Regions from separate parts of the Gossypium hirsutum genome. Here region 2 is linked to region 1. A link is a contact called in public Hi-C data. All regions are on one chromosome and are shown on one strand. The core of a region is the stretch at or near the end of the contact, and the rest is flanking DNA. Distances in the headings are between cores, read along the strand shown.

Region 1 (4,507 bases), core at 1,057-3,556:
CAATAATGATAATTACCAAAAAAAATATTCCGAGATTCTGTTCACACTAAACATTACAATAAGAAAAGCAGCTATCTTGTTTCAATGCTTCCAAAAGATCATTTATTCATTAATAACCATTGCAGATAAACTTTTAAGATGAAGAAAAAAAATAGGCATTCAAGAAGTCACATCCTTTGATCCCTGCCACCTACATCAAAAATCAATGGTAAACACACCAGTACTGTAACAGAGGCAACAATGATATTGCTGAATTTGAAACCAAGCTAATTAAACATCAAAAGTAACATGAGAATTAGGGGTGAGCGTTCAATCGAGTCGAGTCGAATCAAGTAAAAAAAGTTCGAGTTAGTAGAGTTGATGAGTCCTATTTTATCAACCAAACTCAATTTCAAAAGTTTTCGAATTGAGTAGAATGATATGAAATTCAAGTTAAATCGAATATATTTGTTTGAGTTTATAATAGTTCAAATTACCCACAGGATATAAGTAAAGAATAGTAATTGAATAACTCTTTACTAAAAAATAGATAATTAAATCGTCCTTAATTTTCATCTAACTGAAAATGATAATCAAATCTTTATCCATTGAAGAAGCTGATAAGATCAGCTAACTAACAAACAAGTTTTTCCATTTGTTACTAAATTTCCATCCTTGACCCTCCAATGGTAATATTTGGTGGAAATTCATGGCAGCAATTATGCTGCCAACATGAAAAAAAAAACTAAAGATGAAAGGAAAATGCAAAGCAGCCATGATTACTCAAACAAAAGATCAAATTAAAAAAATAAATGAAAGCTATAGACTTTTTAGAAGTGAAGATTAAAGTTCTTGGGGACCGGTTAGCGTAGAAATGCATTAATGTCATCCCTGAAGAATATAACACTGGGATTTGAGGGATCATTAATCTATCTTGTAACTTAAAAAGAACTTTTAAAAACGTGCACTTTAATCTTATTATGGAAACAAAGAAAATGAAGGAGATAGTTGCATTGAGTATTTAGAACCAAATATATTAGCACTTACACAGAACTTCATCATTCATAAGAACATGGTCCTTTTCCTTCATGCTTAATAACCAATGGATGGTCTCCTTGTCGCTAACCTATTCTCTCACTCTTCTTGCCTCTTTTAAATACCTCATTTCTAACTATCATTAGTCAATTTAACCCCAAAGTGCTTGATAGATAGGAAGCAGAGAAGAGAAACAGATGACAATTATTAGACAGAAAGAACAAGCCAAAAGAGACACCAGCTATCAGTTTCAAAAACATAAAAGAATAAGGGCACTTTCAAGTTTCTGCTCATTCCAGTTATGTTATTTAATCTAGGATTAATCCTTTTACAATAAAAGGTAAAGCAAAGCAAGAAAGAAAACCCCAAAAGAGATAAACCAAGGAAAAACGAAAAAGGAAAGTTGAAAGATACCTAAAATCGACCGGAGTGCCAATGAACACAGACGCAAAGAATGGAATAGAAATCTGGAGTCAGAAGAAAGTTGGGGTTTCAAAATCGGGGATGGGATTTTCCTAATTGGGAAACAGAAAACTGAAGTGTAAAAGTGTAAAAGACAAAATTAAAATTAAAATTATAGCTTTAATCCAAAACTACCTCGATTTGCTTAATCCGGATATTTGATCTCGCTCCAATTCAAGAAACCGAATTACTAATTGGAATTGGTTAAAAAACTGAACAACTCAATTAGAATAATTCAACATTTGAATTTCTTTTTCGATTTTTTCTGAGTCGAATCTAATTTTACTTAGAGAATGTACCTCTATGATATTCTTTTCACTCTGTTACTGAAGACACCATCATTGTCGCTGATAGATCCCCTAATGGCCCAGTTTCTGTTAAAAATGTGAGACTCCAACGAAAAATGAGATGATAGCCAAAAAAAATTAAAACTGAGATGAAACTAGTATCAGCTCGCAACATAAGAAACCAAAAATGTTTTACAGTTCCAAAATCACCTTTGCTACTAATTAATAGATTTCAGCAACATAAAACAATTAACAAGGAATCAAAATGCACCACTCAAGAACTTTCAAATCAATAGATAAACAAGCTCAATAATTCATTAGCAACAATAACAAAATCGGAATTAAGGATTTGATTGATAAAATTCCAGTTCTCACCGGTCAAAATTCTCGATTGATCCACAAATTCTTTAGCGATTCAGATTTTAATTCGTAAATTATAACGGCCTCACCGTCGCCGTAAAAACACAATTAATATTATTTATATGATTCAAAATGCTCGGAAAAAATATTTTAAAAGAATCAATCAAGGTTTTCATTGTATACAGAAAAGAAAATTTGGGAGGAAATGCAAAATTTAAGGAAAGGGTAAAAAGCTATCCATTGGGTTTAGAAGAGGTACAAAGATTGGGCCTTAAGGTCTGAAGTTTGTTGGACTTCGTTTCTATTTTCTAGAAAATGGTAAAAAGCTTATCATTGAGTTGGTTGCGTAGGTTTTATTTAGGGTCCGTTTGATTGCCAGTAAAATATTTTCCGTAAAATGATTTTTGGAAAATGTTTTATTTTTCTGTAAAATGATTTACTGAAAAGTATTTTCTGGTGTTTGATTGAATCTGTGTAAAATATTTTCTGCTGTTTGACAGATTTCCTGAAAATATTTTCCGGAAAAGTTGTTTTTACATATATTAATATATATTAATAAATTTTTATATTTTAAATTATTTTTACATATATTGCAATGATTTATTTATAATAATATTCAATTATTAAGCTGCAATATTGATCGTTATAAATTGAAAAAAAACTAATATCAAAAAAATTATTTGTAATTGTGTTTAAAAAACAAGTATTGAATAATTGTAATTTATTTTAGCCAAAAATATATGTTACTTTTGAGAAAATATTAGTTAGTATGTACAAATAATTGTAATTTATTTTAAAGAAGCAAGTAGGCTTGGATATAGATTTCTTATTCATCTCGAATTCTGGATTGATTAAGTAAATTTCCAAACCTTTCAATAGATGAAATTGTTTCAATTATCCGAATTGATTAACCATGATGAGTTTATAGCAAAGACTCAATCAACAGCAGAAACACAACAGATTAAACCCCCCAAAAAAAAAAGCAAAAACAATGGAGGATCAAAAAAAAATTGCAATGAATGAAGCTGATTTATGGTCATAAATATTGAGATATGCATATTAGATATTTCTCTTCAAATATAAGAAGAGGTAGAGATAATTATCTGTTGTCTCTTATGATTTCATTATCATTTGCAATCCTACCATTTTTTTGCCAATTAGATACGGAAACAGCTTTTTGGCCATCGACAACCCTGTAAGGCTTTCACTTGATCATGTTTCAACTTTTCAATAGTGAATCATAGTTTTTTCTCTGTGTGTGGGGGCAAGCATGCATTTGGGGCCCTTGATGGCTGATACTTTGGCTGCTTACTAATACTTTGATTGATTGTGAAACCGACATGAATGTTTTTTTGTTTGGCACAAAAGAATACGAAGAAGGCTGACCTGACGCTTGCAACCGTTGCTTCTAGACCAATAATCAGGATGATGCTGTGGATTCTCACTGCTTCGGGACAAAATGTTCAAGGCAGAAGATTAAAAGAGTTCGGCTGCCGGTTCGAGGACACAAAGCTCGCAGCAATTACAACATGGTAGATGCCTAGATATATTTACTTTTTAAGAAAAATAAACTCCCAAGTCTTAGTGAAGATAGAATGAAAATGCCTTATAAACAGCAGAAGAAATATATTATCATCTAAATGCCAAATGAATAATTTGACATAAAAGTTAGCTCAACCTTACGTTATTCCAAAATATTTGATGATATACAAGACTAAAATCGAAGACAGATATAAAGGACTTGGGCAAAATGTAAGCTCAACACAATAATTAGCTTGTAATGATACTGGCGAGAACATCTGTCTTACCTCTTGCATAAATTGTGTAAACTAAGCGGATAGCATCAAGCCATCCGTCTAAAGATTCCCATGAGTCAGCAACCTGAAAGGAAGAACAGACAATACTCACTAAAGTTGGATTGCTATTCGTATATTGCTAAATAGCATAGTTGTCAAGTTTTCTGAAAGTGTGAAAGATATCGTTCCTTTAATAAAAGCATGATACTTACCAGAAAATTGGACCATGGGTAGTATCAATGCAGAGGCCTGCACCTGGTGGTAGAGTTAGATCAGCACATGATGATACAAATACAATATCTGGAATCTCAACTCTGATAGCTGAGTTTTCTTCATTTGTTACTTCTGCAATTGTGCCAGAGAGGCTTCGAGAAACTTATTTCTGTTCGGCTTTGATGACCTGCTCAATTGGAAAACAGAAGAGGACATAGAGGAAGAAAATGAAAGTCACGAGGATAAACCAACATAAACCAGTAGTATACTGAACCGACTTTGCATAGCAGTTTACATTGATTTTGCCTTGCATGCATAACATCCTGGAATTTATTATGATAGTGATCTACAACAAATATATTTTTGCTCATACTC
Region 2 (4,608 bases), core at 1,083-3,582, 80 kb after region 1:
AACTGTTTAAAATTCGATCCAAGTAAGTTCAAATGGTTTAAAATTAAACATCTATATGAATTGTTAGATGATTAAAAAGGATATATTAGATATATTGAATTACTGTTGATGAAAAGTTACTTGGAAGATGTTATTGAATTTGATTTTTGGATTGGGTCGAACGCGGGGTAAAGTACAATCGAGATTTGGTGTGTTATGGGGGATTGAATGGAGATTTTTGTGGAGAATATTTCCCGAGTGGACCGAGGTTCAACATTTTTTGTGAACTTTCGTGTTTTACTATCTATTTTGGTATATTTCGGATGGATTAGCTCTTATGAGCGTTTTAGATGGTTTAGCTCGTATGAGCATTAGTGTGTTTCAGAGGGATAAGCTCTTATGAGTATTTGGTGTGTTTTGGTTGGATTGTCAATGTACTCTTATCCGTAAGTCATTCATCGAAATGAAAATCTTGGTAAGATAACTTGTTTAGTGATTTTGATGGATTTGCTATATATTTGAATTTTGAATTGAACTTTTATGATTTACCAGTTGAGATTGTGGATGACAGGGAACATTCATGGTTGTAATGTTATTGTTTGATTTATTGTACTTACTTTGGTAAGGTTTATCGTTTTAATACGTTGAACTTACTAAGTTTCTTTAAGCTTACTTGTGTTATTATTTATTATTGTAGATACCCGAAAGGTTGGACGATCGGATCGGCACTCGAGTCACACTATCCATATATTTTGGTAGTTTTTGGAACGTTCATTTCAGATTATATGGCATGTAATAGGCTTGTATGTCATTATTAATGTTTCGGATGTGTAAAATGATAAGTAAAATCTTATGTATTTATTACTAACTTACATTATATATGTGAATGAGGTAAGATATTCTATTGCAAATATGAATGATATGTGTTAATTATTTGTTGTATTTGAGGTACCTATGATGGGTACATTGGTTAGGTGCTAGATTTGATGAATTAATAAGTTGTGTTTGATGTTTTTATTTGGATGTACAGTTGTATATACTTGTGGTATCAATGAGGATGCATTGGTTAAGCACTTAGGATGTTGATTTGGCATGCTTTTAGCTTGATTAATGTCACTTTGAATAGATGTTTTGATTGGTAAATGGTCTACTTAGGGTCCAAGTAATCTTGAAATGGTAAACTTGTTGTATAAGGTTCATTTTGGGTGCACACAACTTGAGACATGGATCTGTGATTCAGCCGTGTGTGATACACGGCCTGGCACAAAGGAGTGTGGGGCTATTTCGAGAGTTACACGGCTTGGCACACAGGCATGTGACACGACCGTATGACCCTACTTAGTAAGTTACACGGGTGAGGACACTAGTTGGGACACGATCATGTGTCCCTAGTTCGAAAGTTACACGGCCTGAGACACGGGCATGTGTCTCAGCCGTGTGCGGCACACGCCGTGTGATCCTTGTTTCTATAATTTTGTAACTTTTTCATAAACTTTCCAAATGATTTCAAATTAGTCTCGAATTGTTTCTAAGGTAATTTTTAGGCCTCGAAGGATCGATTTAGGGACGATATGTATATGAATTATTGATTTATAATTTGTATTGGATAATGTATGTTTAAATGTTTTGTTTGTACGGTAATACTCTGTAACTCTAATCTGACGACGGATACGGGTTAAGGGTGTTACACAAAAGTTTAGAAAGTACATATAATTGGACCCAATACATGAGAGATCTAATTTGCCTCACATAAATATGTAATGGGAGACAACCCTAAGAGAATTGAGAGGGTTTAGACTAGAAGATTATTTTTCTATTAAATAAACATTATTTGTGTTATTCTTATTCAATCAAGATTCTCCTATCTCTCCCTATAAATAGATGATATTGGTAGAGCTATTAATAGACAAGTTTCATATATTGTTATTCTGCCAGAAAGTAGTGAGAATTTATTTTCTAAGAATAAATTCTATTTTCTGAGAATTACAATTTCTACCGGTTTTTACTTGAGAGAATTACTTTCCTACTGAAAGTGATTAAATCATTTTTAGTTCTCTGTTTGGTTCGTGTTGCTCAAGCCCACACTCGAAACAATTCGGGGTATGAGGATAGGAAGAAGATCATTCGATTGAAATTTGAAAACTATACAAATTTGTCTCGCACAAAACTTTTTATGAAAAGTTTATGCTAAAAATATCACAAACTGGTTTGATTTTCAATATTTTAAATTTCCGTTATGATTGAAAATCGTTTGCTCAACCGAGTTTTTCTAACATTGACTCCCTCAGGAATGGTTGTCATGTGCCAAATTGGTGCAGCATCCAATCGCTATGTTTCCATTGAAAAATATGGACACATATAACAACCATGTAGGCCCTCCCCAATCTGTTCGCCTCCTCGACCACATCCCTTGGGAGCACAACCTAAATGTCCTAGGCCCAATACAATTTCCATGAAAAGTACAAATAATTGTTTACGGTTAACAAAATAAAAATTGATGATAATATTCAATTTATTAAATACTAAAACAAAATAACAACTAATCTCTTGAGTTGCATATTTATCAATGTCATTTCGGATGTGTAAGCTCTCGATAATAACTGGTGTGATCCAAATTTATTCGAAATCTACAAATATATTAAAGATTTCCAAGACAAGTTATAAAAACTTTTAACCTAAAATATGTTTTAAATGTTAAATACAAATATATTTTTTTTAACTTTTTATCGATGGAAATGATAATAGATGAGAAAGGATCGACACTTTAAATGACATCCACATCAAGGTCCATACTTGAAAGAAGGTGTAACAAACATTCAATTCTTTAGGTTTTCAATCAGACACAATATTAAAGGCCCGGTATCGGAATGTCAATATCTCAATTTTATATGCAGGCACAAGTAAAGTCCTCCTGCAATGACAAATAAATTAAGTGGCCAAGATTCTCAAACTTATCTTACATAAGCAATCCATCGATGGCATAAAATATATATGCTCTAACAAACTAATTGAACTCTTCATTGCTCACATCACCAGCTAGTGGATGCTTGACCAATGTATCCAATGAAGTGAACTTCACTTGGTCGCCCTTAAAATCATCCTTGTTGACCGGATCATGACCAATTAACCTTTTTGTTTTTGGCTCAATTTCAAATTTATCCACATCAGTAACAAGAACTCCTTCAATTTGAAGGCCCATGATTAGGGCTACATCTTCGAACGTGATTGTCACTTCTCCATAAGGGAAGTGGAAGGTAAGAGTCTCCAATCTTCACATTTCCATCTAGATTGTAAACGACGAAAACCGCATTGAAGTACTAGGTACTTTAGCCACAACTAAGGCATTTATTCTAATTAGATTTATGGTAAATGGTGTAAATTTAAATAAATATAAACTTGACGGCCGCTCAATAGAATGCATTCATTAGGACTAGGTTTAAGAGATAGATAAAATATTAATTAATTATAGGACTTCGACAAGCACCGATGTTAAGATCTTTTTGTATTTATTAGAGTTTAATTTCTAACGGTAAAAATTAATTTTATAAATTAACACGAACAGGTGCTAATATCATTGTATATTGATTATAATTAAAAAATCTAAAGGTTATTTATAATCAACTCAGTGGGTGTTAAGATTAGTTAATCATTATATAATAATTACTTTAATTTTATTTTACGATGTAAATTTAACAACAAAACTCGATATCTATAAACGTCGAGATATTTCTTAAAAATTAACTTGTTTTTAAGAATAATTCTATATTAAAAAATATATATATATATATATAAATTGAAGTAAAAAAAACTGTAGAAAACGTGGAAAATATGAAAATGATTTTCCTTATTATTTACAGAATAGGAAAAATGCTTATATACATAAAGCAAACAGCTAACTAAGCTAACAGAAAGTTATAGCTAGATAACAACTATATAACAGCTAGATGATATCAGCTAGATGATGGTTAAGTTTGTTATAAACTAACTAACAAACTTATAACTTAATTAGCTAATACGCCCCCTCAAACTGGAGAGTGGATATTCTTCATTCCCAGCTTGACCAAATTTGCCTCAAAAGGAACTGCTGCAAGGGCCTTGGTAAAGATATCTGCAAGTTGATCTTTGGATGAACAAGGAAGCAATTTGATAACACCCTGAGTAGTCTTTTCTCTAATGAGATGACAATCTATCTCTATATGTTTTGTCCTCTCATGAAAAACAGGATTCGCTGCCAATTGTAAAGCAGAAGCATTATCACAATACAATGAAGTTGGACGAGAAACAGGCTGATGAAGATCAGTCATTAAAAAATGTAGCCACTGGATTTCACATGTTGTGGATGCAAGTGCTCTATACTCCGCTTCTGTAGAAGAACGAGAAGCAGTAGTTTGTTTATTTTCCTTCCTGCTAATCAATGATTCACCATAGAACATACAATATCCAGTGATTGACCGTCGCGTATCCGGACAACCCTCCCAATCTGAATCACTAAAGGCTTTGAGAACTGGTTGAATTTTTTAACTAGAAAAGAACAAACCAGATCCAGGAGATCCTTTCAAATATCGAAGCACTCTATGAGCTGCCTGCAAGTGTGAGAGTGTAGGCTTATCCAAATGCTGACTCAGTTGT

Evidence for each region. Hi-C and Micro-C count contacts between places; a contact is called where the count stands out from the background.
Region 2: a Hi-C map of leaf shows a contact between it and region 1, with 2.5 times the contacts expected there. The contact joins the enhancer-like site here to the promoter of LOC107927113 in region 1. A contact is called at or near these places in 2 of 34 Hi-C or Micro-C datasets (callus and leaf).

The regions. Positions count from the first base shown.
Region 1 is chrD03:49,494,789-49,499,295 of Gossypium_hirsutum_v2.1, forward strand. LOC107927113 (phosphatidylinositol N-acetylglucosaminyltransferase subunit A) reads right to left here and starts at 2,307. Exons shown (of 12, transcript XM_041090381.1): 1 at 2,139-2,307; 2 at 1,776-1,850; 3 at 1,429-1,481. It also overlaps the pseudogene LOC107927064.
Region 2 is chrD03:49,575,194-49,579,801 of Gossypium_hirsutum_v2.1, forward strand. No RefSeq gene overlaps it. Among protein-coding and RNA genes, the nearest start is that of LOC107927016, 20 kb to the right of the region's middle. Within about 2 kb of position 2,333, at least 2 of the 9 cell types and tissues checked have an H3K27ac peak or open chromatin away from gene starts, as enhancers often do. A contact at or near this core is called in leaf, where this site is marked.